Linked DNA regions of Sus scrofa: all the other regions are linked to region 2. Evidence: chromatin contacts called from public Hi-C and HiChIP or PLAC-seq data. All regions are on one chromosome and are shown on one strand. The core of a region is the stretch at or near the end of the contact, and the rest is flanking DNA. Distances in the headings are between cores, read along the strand shown. Region 1 overlaps LOC100624559 (myomegalin). Region 2 holds the start of LOC100157002 (vesicle-trafficking protein SEC22b). Region 3 overlaps LOC100624559 (myomegalin).

Region 1 (2,700 bases), core at 113-2,612, 140 kb before region 2:
CCATGAGGATGTGGGTTTGATCCCTGACCTCACTCAGTGGGTTAAAGGATCAGGCGTTATGGTGAGCTATGATGTTGGTTGCAGATGTGGCCTGGATCAGGCGTTGCTGTGGCTGACCCCTTGCCAATGAAACAGTCATTGACTGGAATATATAAATGAATGGCTTATTCTATCTTAAAATTTTTATTTTGCTCTTTTGCCTTAGCACAAAACTTCCATTCTTGGTTACCCTCCAATGACCTCCTATCTTAAGTAATTAGAGTTCCATTAACAGTACTTTCAACTTTTTTCTCTTCTACTTGCTCCTCCTTCCAGATTAATCTTCCTAAAACAGATTTCAGAGGGATCACTTTCCTGCATAGTAAGCTGAAGACCTAATGATTTACCCATATTCATAAACTTCTTAATCTGCCATCTAAGACCCTCCGACTCTAGCTTCACCCTATATTTCTAGCCTAAACTCACTGTCTTCCTGCATATACTCACTATGCCAGTTACTGCTTCCTTACCCTGACGTCCTTACCTCTCTCTAATCTGCTTGTAATGTTCTTTCCTGGTCCTCCCACCTCTACCTGTCAAAACCCTTTCCAACTTTCAAGTATGTCCTTTAAGCTGCCTTTCTTAATCCCCTCAAAAGACATCTTCCTCTTCTTTGAACTTTCGAAGCACTTTTTTTATACCTCCAGTAATTTGGGGGTCATTTCTCCATACTGCCTATTCCCTTTCAGTTGGTAAGCACCTTCTGGAGAAGACTGTGCTTCACTCAGGTTCTCTTCTTGTTAGAACAGTTTGTTTCTAGATGTAAGTAAATGATCACTGAATGAATAGATTGATGCCTATTACTGTTTCTCTCTTAATAAAATCCTACTCATTCCTTACAGACCAGAATCTTCACTGCCCACCCCAGCCCATGAACTTTTCCTTTCTCTCCCACCTTGCATTTTGTCTCCATCAGAAACTTTCTTAAATTCCAATTAGATTGTAATCTCTAGAAATCTTACGGGTCTTTGTGTCCCCCTTCCCTCACCTTGCAGTGTCTTGTGCCTTGTACAAGCTGGGTCCTTCCTCATTTTCCACTTCCTTTGCTGCTCCCACACAACTGTCCGGGACATGTAACCAATGAAGGTTATGTCTGGGAGTCAGTGATGTTTAAAGAGGCTTTGTAAATGAGTCTCCAGCTTCAGCATGCATCAGCTTAAGAAGAGGATACTGAAAAGCCTCTCTAAAAAGAATCGTACAAGAAGTTGGCTGGAGCAGCCTGAGCTACTAATCCTGGCAAGGTTTTCAGTCTCTGCCTTGAGCTTTTAGAGCACATTCTTGCCTTAACCTCCATGACAGATCTCTCCATGGTAACACTGGAACCAGTTGGCTATTTTAGGAAATCTGCCTCATTGCATGCAGTGCTATTTACATTAGGTTCCAAATAAGGCCTTGAGTGTCTGCTGCTTTGTGTGAGGAGGAAGTCCTGATGGCTTAATAAATGCCTCTCCTTAATTCTATTGTCCTGTTTCATTTTTTAAGCTAACTGTAGTATAGCTACACATTAATAAATATTGCTTCTATAATACTGGGGAGGGGTGGATGGAGAGAAAAAAGGGAAAGAAACAAAATCAGAATTCCTCTAGACATTCCTTTGCAACTGCATCATCTCCCCCTGTCTTCATACTCTCCAGGACTGGTTTCATTGAACAGGTTCTTTGAGATAAAGCTTCCACAATTCTGCAGAAGGGAATAATAGCAATAACTGGAATGACTGCCAGCTTTTCCCTGCAACTTTGTGGATACCAAGGAAGAGAAAACCGCTTTGTAAATTGCACTTTATATTAGTTTCTGATTCCCTGGTAACGCAGACAAGTTGCTGCAGCATGGAAGCTCCATCAAAAAGCTCCGGAGCACTCGGATCACAACCACATGCTATCGGTCTGAATGGACATGGAGAACTGAAAACAAACATGGTGTGTCGTCAATCCACGGCATGTCAAGTTTATGGCATTTTTTGTTGTTGTTATATAAAGTTAATTATATAATAGGGATTCCTAGGTATTCTACCAGTACACTCCAGCTAAAATGGATGCTGTACAATGTTTTCGTAGAATGGAAAAGGAAAACAGCTAGAGGGATAGTAAAATCAATTAAATCAAATTAGTGTTTATCAAAACTGTTTCTCTTATCTGAAGGAGAGAAAGGCTCTGAAGTAAAACTTCCTGTACTCAGAGATTATATCCCAGTCCAGGCTTTTATACTGGGATAAATGAGAAGTACTACCTATGGGAGGTGGGGGTAAGATGAGTGTTTTTCATTTGGACAATTCAAACCTAGAAGTGCAAGATCTGTGAGCTCCCTTTCTTCTAAGCCTGGCTGTGGTATCCCCAGTTGTGAGGGGCTGGGGGGAGATGGAAGAAGTGAATGGATCTTTTTTTTTTGCTTTTTAGGGTCGCACCTGCTGCTTATGGAGGTTCCCAGGTTAGGGGTCAAATCAGAGCCACAGCTGCTGGCCTACACCATAGCCACAGCAATACGAGATCCAAGCTATGTCTGATCTACACCACAGCTCACAGCAACACCGGATCCTTAACCCACTGAGCGAGGCCAAGGATCAAACCCACGTCCTCATGGATGCTAATCAGGTTCATTAACCGTTGAGCCACAAGAGGAACTCCATGAATCAGGCTTCAGAACTCAAGCTCCTTCATTCCCTAA
Region 2 (2,700 bases), core at 165-2,664:
GGCTTAGGCTGCCATATACACAAGGATTGCCTTTAATTTTACTTTCTCACGGTCTCAATAGCACCATCAATTTCTTAGCCTTGCCTACATTGCAGCCCTTCATCTTTTGTCTGGAGTCAATCATTAGGTCTTCCTCCCAAAATCCTCTCAAGAAATAATATTAGGGAGTCCCCACTGTGGCAAAGTGGGATAAGAATCTGCATTGCTCAGGTTGCTGTGGAGGTGTGGGTTTGACCTCTGGCCTGGTGCAGTGGGTTAAGGGATGGGATTGCCACAGCTGTGGCATAGGTCAGCTTGAATTCAGTCCCTAGCCCAGGAACTTTCATAGGCAATGGGTGTGACCATAAAATTTAAAAAAAGAGAAATAATATCAGTTTTCCCCTAATGGCTGTAGAATTGAAGAAAAAGTAACAAAAGGATGAGCTCTTTAACATATGGATAAATGTTAAGACAGAGTTGTATCAGGATTAAGAGCATAGGCTTTGGAGTTCAATCCCAGTTCAAATTCGGCTCCCATTACTACTAGCTGTGTCACCTTGGAAAAATTACTCTCAGGCTTTTTTATCCAACTATGAATTGGGGACTAACACTAAATAACTTTACTCATTTTTTTTGGTTAAATAACTAGTATCTGTAAAGCACTTAGCAGTGTTTCTATTAATGTAAACACAATTAGTGCTCAATAAAGTGTAATTGATATAAGTAATAAAATACATTTGTATAATTTTTTTTAGTTTACAAAATATGTGCACCTACATTTTCATGTTAAATAATCACAAACATCCTGAGAGGCAGGAAATATCCTTGTTTTAAAGATGGGGACACCAAAAAAAAAAAAAAAAAGGTGGTAACACTTCCCCAAATAGAATTGTCTAGAGATTGCTCCAGTAAGGAGTGACTGTACAGTTACTGGAAGTTTTGCAAGGCTGTCCTGTACCTATCATGATACAGGTAGCAAAGACCCCAACATTTGGAAGAGTGACAGATCTATATGATTTCTGAAGTCCTGTAACTTGGTCATTTTCTCACACATGCAATACATATTTTTACCGAAAACTATTCAAGGACCTAGGGATACAGCATAAACAAACATGCAGAAAACTCCCAAACAGCATGTGCACACATATTTCTGCTTAGAAATAGAAAAATACAGAAAGTATTTTTATAGGATATATAATATAGAAAATTAAAAATTAAGGAGGAAAATACATAGCTTTATTTTCAGTTTTTTCACATACTCTTCATTTAAGTACCCATTAATTCCTACCCTCCTTCCCAGCCCTCTCCCCTGACTTAAAGTATCCAAACTAGGAAATCCTACTTCAGTTTGTGTGCCACGCCCCTTCAAGGGTCAAGGCTCAGAAGAGGCTGGAAATTCAGAAAAGTGGGCGGGGCCTTGGAAGTTTCTGAAGATGGAAGGAGAGACGGCGGAACTAGTGTTCCAGTAGTTGTGGTTCTCCGGGGAAGCCAATTCTGGGGACCGGTAGTGGAGAGCTCTGGACCTTGTTTCCGGCCACCTCAGCGGGAAGCGGAGACGCCAGCAGCTGGGTTTTCGGGAACTAAGGTAGAGGCATAACTGTTGTCGCGGCGAAGCAAGTCAAGACGCACCTACGGCCGTCCAGGCTAGTTTTGGGTCTCGGTAGTCTGTGAAGATGGTGTTGCTCACGATGATCGCCCGGGTGGCGGACGGGCTCCCGTTGGCCGCTTCGATGCAGGAGGACGAACAGGTAAGCTCCAAGATCCCCATGACCCCGAGTTCCTGCCGGAGCACTCAGCTCTCAGCGACTGATTCCTTTTTAAGACATGGAGACCCTTGTCGCCTCCCAGACATTCCTGACCCCTGCGAAGTGCTTTTTCTCTTTTGGCAGTGGAGAAGACTACTTGTTAGAAAAAATCCTTCCTGAAGGCGAAGGTAGATTTTTGTGTTACCTGTTCCTCTTAAGAAAAACGCTCTGGAGAAGGGATAGTTTAGCTGAGTGTGATCATCCAGTGCTTCGTTGAAATCAGGATTTTTAATTTTTCGCTGCTAATAAGGCTGACTGACAGGTCTTGGGGGAAATCAGCCCCTAAATTCTTTAACTGTTCTTACTGTAGCACCTGATCCTTGACCTAGCTTGCTGACATCTATTGAAAGTAGATGAGATAATATTGCCACATATATGCACCTGTTTGAAGGCGCCTGTTTGAAGTTCAGTACAGAGCCTTCTTTCAAAGTTATGCCCGATTCCCACCTCCTCCAATAAGCCTTACTAAATTCCTATTATTGGAATTAAAATCCCTGTGTCGACTCTTTACATTTATTTTACATTTTCCTTTTTCTTTCAATAAGTTGAGTTTCGTAGCAGGTAAATAACAAATGTTAGTCATCTTTGTGTCTCCTGTAGCTTTTGCTAGTAGATGCTCAGAAATGTGTTAATTTAAAAACAACAACTCCAGATATCTTGAAAGGAAGATGCTTTGTGCCTTAAAAATCACGAGGGAAACTCCTGGTGTGAGACAAGTTCATGGAGCATGGTTGGAAGTTTCCTGAAGAAAGGAGGCTGAGAGTGAAATTTATATAATTTATTTAAAGTGATCAACTTTATTTTACTTTCTCATGCAACCTAATAAAAATTTTTTTAAAAACCCTGAAGGCCTAAAAAAAAGACGAAATATAGAAAAAAAATTGTACATAAATTTTTTGACTTTTCATTCATATAT
Region 3 (2,700 bases), core at 161-2,660, 160 kb before region 2:
GGTACTCAACACAGACAGACTAATATCTTTTTTTTTTTTTTTTTTTTTTAGGGCCGCACCCATGGCATATGGAAGCTCCCAGACTAGGGATTAAATCGGAGCTGTAGCTGCTGGACTACGCCACAGCCACAGCAATGTGGGATCCAACCCACATCTGTGACCTACACTACAGCTTACTCAATTCAATGCAGATCCTTAACTCAGTGAGTGAGGCCAGGGATTAGACCTGCATCCTCATGGATACTAGTTGGATTCATTTCTGCTGCACCACAATGGGAACTCCTTTTTTTTTTTTTCTCAGACTAATATCTTGAGATAATATGAACATAAATTCCCAAGCCAGATAAGCCCAGTTTTAGTGGACATCGTTCTGTGGACTCACCTGAAGCAGCTGCTCTTTGTGACTCAGACTGTGGTTGAGGTGCTGAATGTGTTGCTCTTGGATTCTAATCGCATTGCATTTTTCAGCCTCTAGAGTATGAAGCTGTTGGCTCTTATTCTGCAATTCTCCCTGTAGCTGCTGCAAGGCTTTTCGCAATTCCTGAATTAAACAGATTCCCTTTTTCAAACAATCTAAAATTTTCACATGGTCATTAGATATGGAGACTTTAAAACTTTCAAGGCATAGAGAACAAAAATTAAAGTAGCAAAACGTGCCATCTTAAAATTACTATAGAAATACATGAGTCAAACAGGATATGGAAAATTACAGGAACTGTGGGTGGGAGCAGGATGTAAATTTAATATTATAGTTCAATACTTTTTTTTTTTTTTTTTTTTTTTTTTGCTTAAAAACAGAGTACTAAGTGGGACTCTGTTCCACCACAAACCTGGATCCTTTACTTTACAATAAGCTCCAGGATATAATATGACTACCTATCCTTTTAAATCTTAAAAAAATTGATAGTGTATGCTCTAAGCTAACATGATAAAGGAACCATTAAAGAATTACGTGCTTTATATTAAAAAAAATACATAGCTAATTGTGCATGCCACTCTTCTGACCGTGGTTGTTCTTCCCACTTTTTGGTCCTGCTTTTAGTCATGCTTCAGGAAGAATCTCAGATAATCTCCTCCTTTGTGAAGCTTTCTCTGACTCCCTTCCTCAGCCCCACCTACATGGAGGACCCCTATAAACCTCCTCTACGGTATTTACCAGAGTGAAATTCTGTTTATGTGACTGTTTCTCATACTGTCTCACAAGTAACTTTTGAGGAAGGGGACTATAAGATCTACTCTCATATTTCCAGAACACAGCCCACCACCTGGCACATGGTATATAAGGGCAACAAATGCAGAATTGAATACTTAGAAGAAGTAAGTGACTCGAGGGTTCAACACAAGCTACCCTTATAAAGAGTTACCATCAGGGCAAAGTCAGCATTTACACAATGCCACACAATGATTAATGATTTACCTGGTTATGTTTCCAAGAAGCCTCTTTCTGCTGCTCTCTCTCCTCTGCCGCCGCCTCTACAAATCTCACACAGCGTTTGGCATCAGTCAGCTGCCGTTCTTTTTGTCGTACCACCCTCTGAAGCTTCTGGATCTCAAGCTGGCTGCAGAATAAAGCACTCTGAAGATCAAGCAGAGCCACCTGTTGCTGAGCTGGGGAAGTACCCTCAGAGGTCTGAAAAGAGAGTGGAAATCATTATCACAAGGAGGGCAAGCACTGAGCAGCCGAGAAGACCAGCAAAATCAAGACTATGACTGACAGTTGGGTTGCCCCTCCTGTCCTCCGTGACCATCACATACATGCAGTTGTCCAAGCTGGCTCTGGTGCAGCATTTCTCGAAGCTTTGCCATTGTTTCGTTTTGACCTTCAATCACCTGGTACAACTCCTCAGTCTGAAAATGAGAGAGGGAGTACCAAACATATTAGCCAACTAAATAAACATTCCATTATCTCATCTGTATAGATTTTAGCATCAAGACTACTCCAAAATACCCATTCAGATGACACTATGATTTTTCTGTTAGTCTGACAATATCCATTTCTATAAATTACAGAATTCTTTCTACTTTGATGGGAAAAAAATGTTTCCTCATAGGTCCTTGATGGCCAAACATTTTACCTCGCTTTCCCTGCTTTTCAGAGTTTCCTTGAAGCTTTGAATTGTACTATCTTGCTTCTGAGATGACTGCTGAGCAGACTTTAGTTCACAGCTCATTTCATTCAGTTTTTCTTGAAGAATCTGAATTCAGCAAAGAAAAGCAATTTCTTAGGTCAATGATTTCGTTTAACCTCCAATACAACTAATTCTCAAGTCCTTCTTCAATCCCAGGTTTAAAGGATTTCTCAGGGAATATTACCTTGTTATTTTTTCCCCAATATAGTAACCATTCTAGTCCTAAGTTAATCAGCAAGAGAAAGGAGCGGGAAATATGAACTACTTCCTTCAACACTCTCTTGCTTCAATTCTCACGCACTGTGCTTTCTCTATACTGGCAGCCATACTGGACTCTTGTCCACACAAGTCACTGTGGATCTTTTACATAAAGACCAAGGAGCCACTACAGGACAGGACACAACAAGGGCACACCAGGCCAGGAGTGCAGCATCCCATATTATGGGAATTTTCTTCTAAGCAGATGTTAAAAATCTATGGGCTATAAAGGGGTGAGAAGTTAAACTAAAATCAAAAGCATAAACCTTCTGTCTCAGTGCCTTAATACAGTTTAAAAAAAAATGCATTTAGG

The links. A called contact is a pair of places that touch in the nucleus more often than the background predicts. HiChIP or PLAC-seq counts read pairs in DNA pulled down with a chosen protein or histone mark.
Region 1: a contact with region 2 is called in an H3K27ac HiChIP or PLAC-seq map of skeletal muscle. The contact joins the enhancer-like site here to the promoter of LOC100157002 in region 2. A contact is called at or near these places in 1 of 5 promoter capture datasets (liver), 5 of 47 Hi-C or Micro-C datasets (heart right ventricle, liver, skeletal muscle and 1 more) and 2 of 2 datasets of contacts at active chromatin or transcription factors (alveolar macrophages and skeletal muscle).
Region 3: a Hi-C map of liver shows a contact between it and region 2, with 7 times the contacts expected there. The contact joins the enhancer-like site here to the promoter of LOC100157002 in region 2. A contact is called at or near these places in 3 of 5 promoter capture datasets (fetal liver, fetal skeletal muscle and liver), 10 of 47 Hi-C or Micro-C datasets (adipocytes, epiblast stem cells, fetal heart ventricle and 4 more) and 2 of 2 datasets of contacts at active chromatin or transcription factors (alveolar macrophages and skeletal muscle).

Annotation. Positions count from the first base shown.
Region 1 is chr4:100,742,044-100,744,743 of Sscrofa11.1, forward strand. The region is part of intron 8 of LOC100624559 (myomegalin); the gene reads right to left. Among named protein-coding and RNA genes, the nearest start is that of NOTCH2, 210 kb to the right of the region's middle. Within about 2 kb of position 1,363, at least 20 of the 83 cell types and tissues checked have an H3K27ac peak or open chromatin away from gene starts, as enhancers often do. A contact at or near this core is called in skeletal muscle, where this site is marked.
Region 2 is chr4:100,879,429-100,882,128 of Sscrofa11.1, forward strand. LOC100157002 (vesicle-trafficking protein SEC22b) reads left to right here and starts at 1,415. Exons shown (of 5, transcript XM_003484218.4): 1 at 1,415-1,727. The coding sequence starts at 1,653. It overlaps LOC110260433 (a long non-coding RNA gene), which reads right to left. Exons shown (of 3, transcript XR_002343722.1): 3 at 2,431-2,540.
Region 3 is chr4:100,719,036-100,721,735 of Sscrofa11.1, forward strand. It overlaps LOC100624559 (myomegalin), which reads right to left. Exons shown (of 47, transcript XM_021090661.1): 10 at 2,076-2,195; 11 at 1,756-1,848; 12 at 1,418-1,630; 13 at 383-541. Among named protein-coding and RNA genes, the nearest start is that of NOTCH2, 230 kb to the right of the region's middle. Within about 2 kb of position 1,411, at least 12 of the 83 cell types and tissues checked have an H3K27ac peak or open chromatin away from gene starts, as enhancers often do. A contact at or near this core is called in fetal liver and liver, where this site is marked.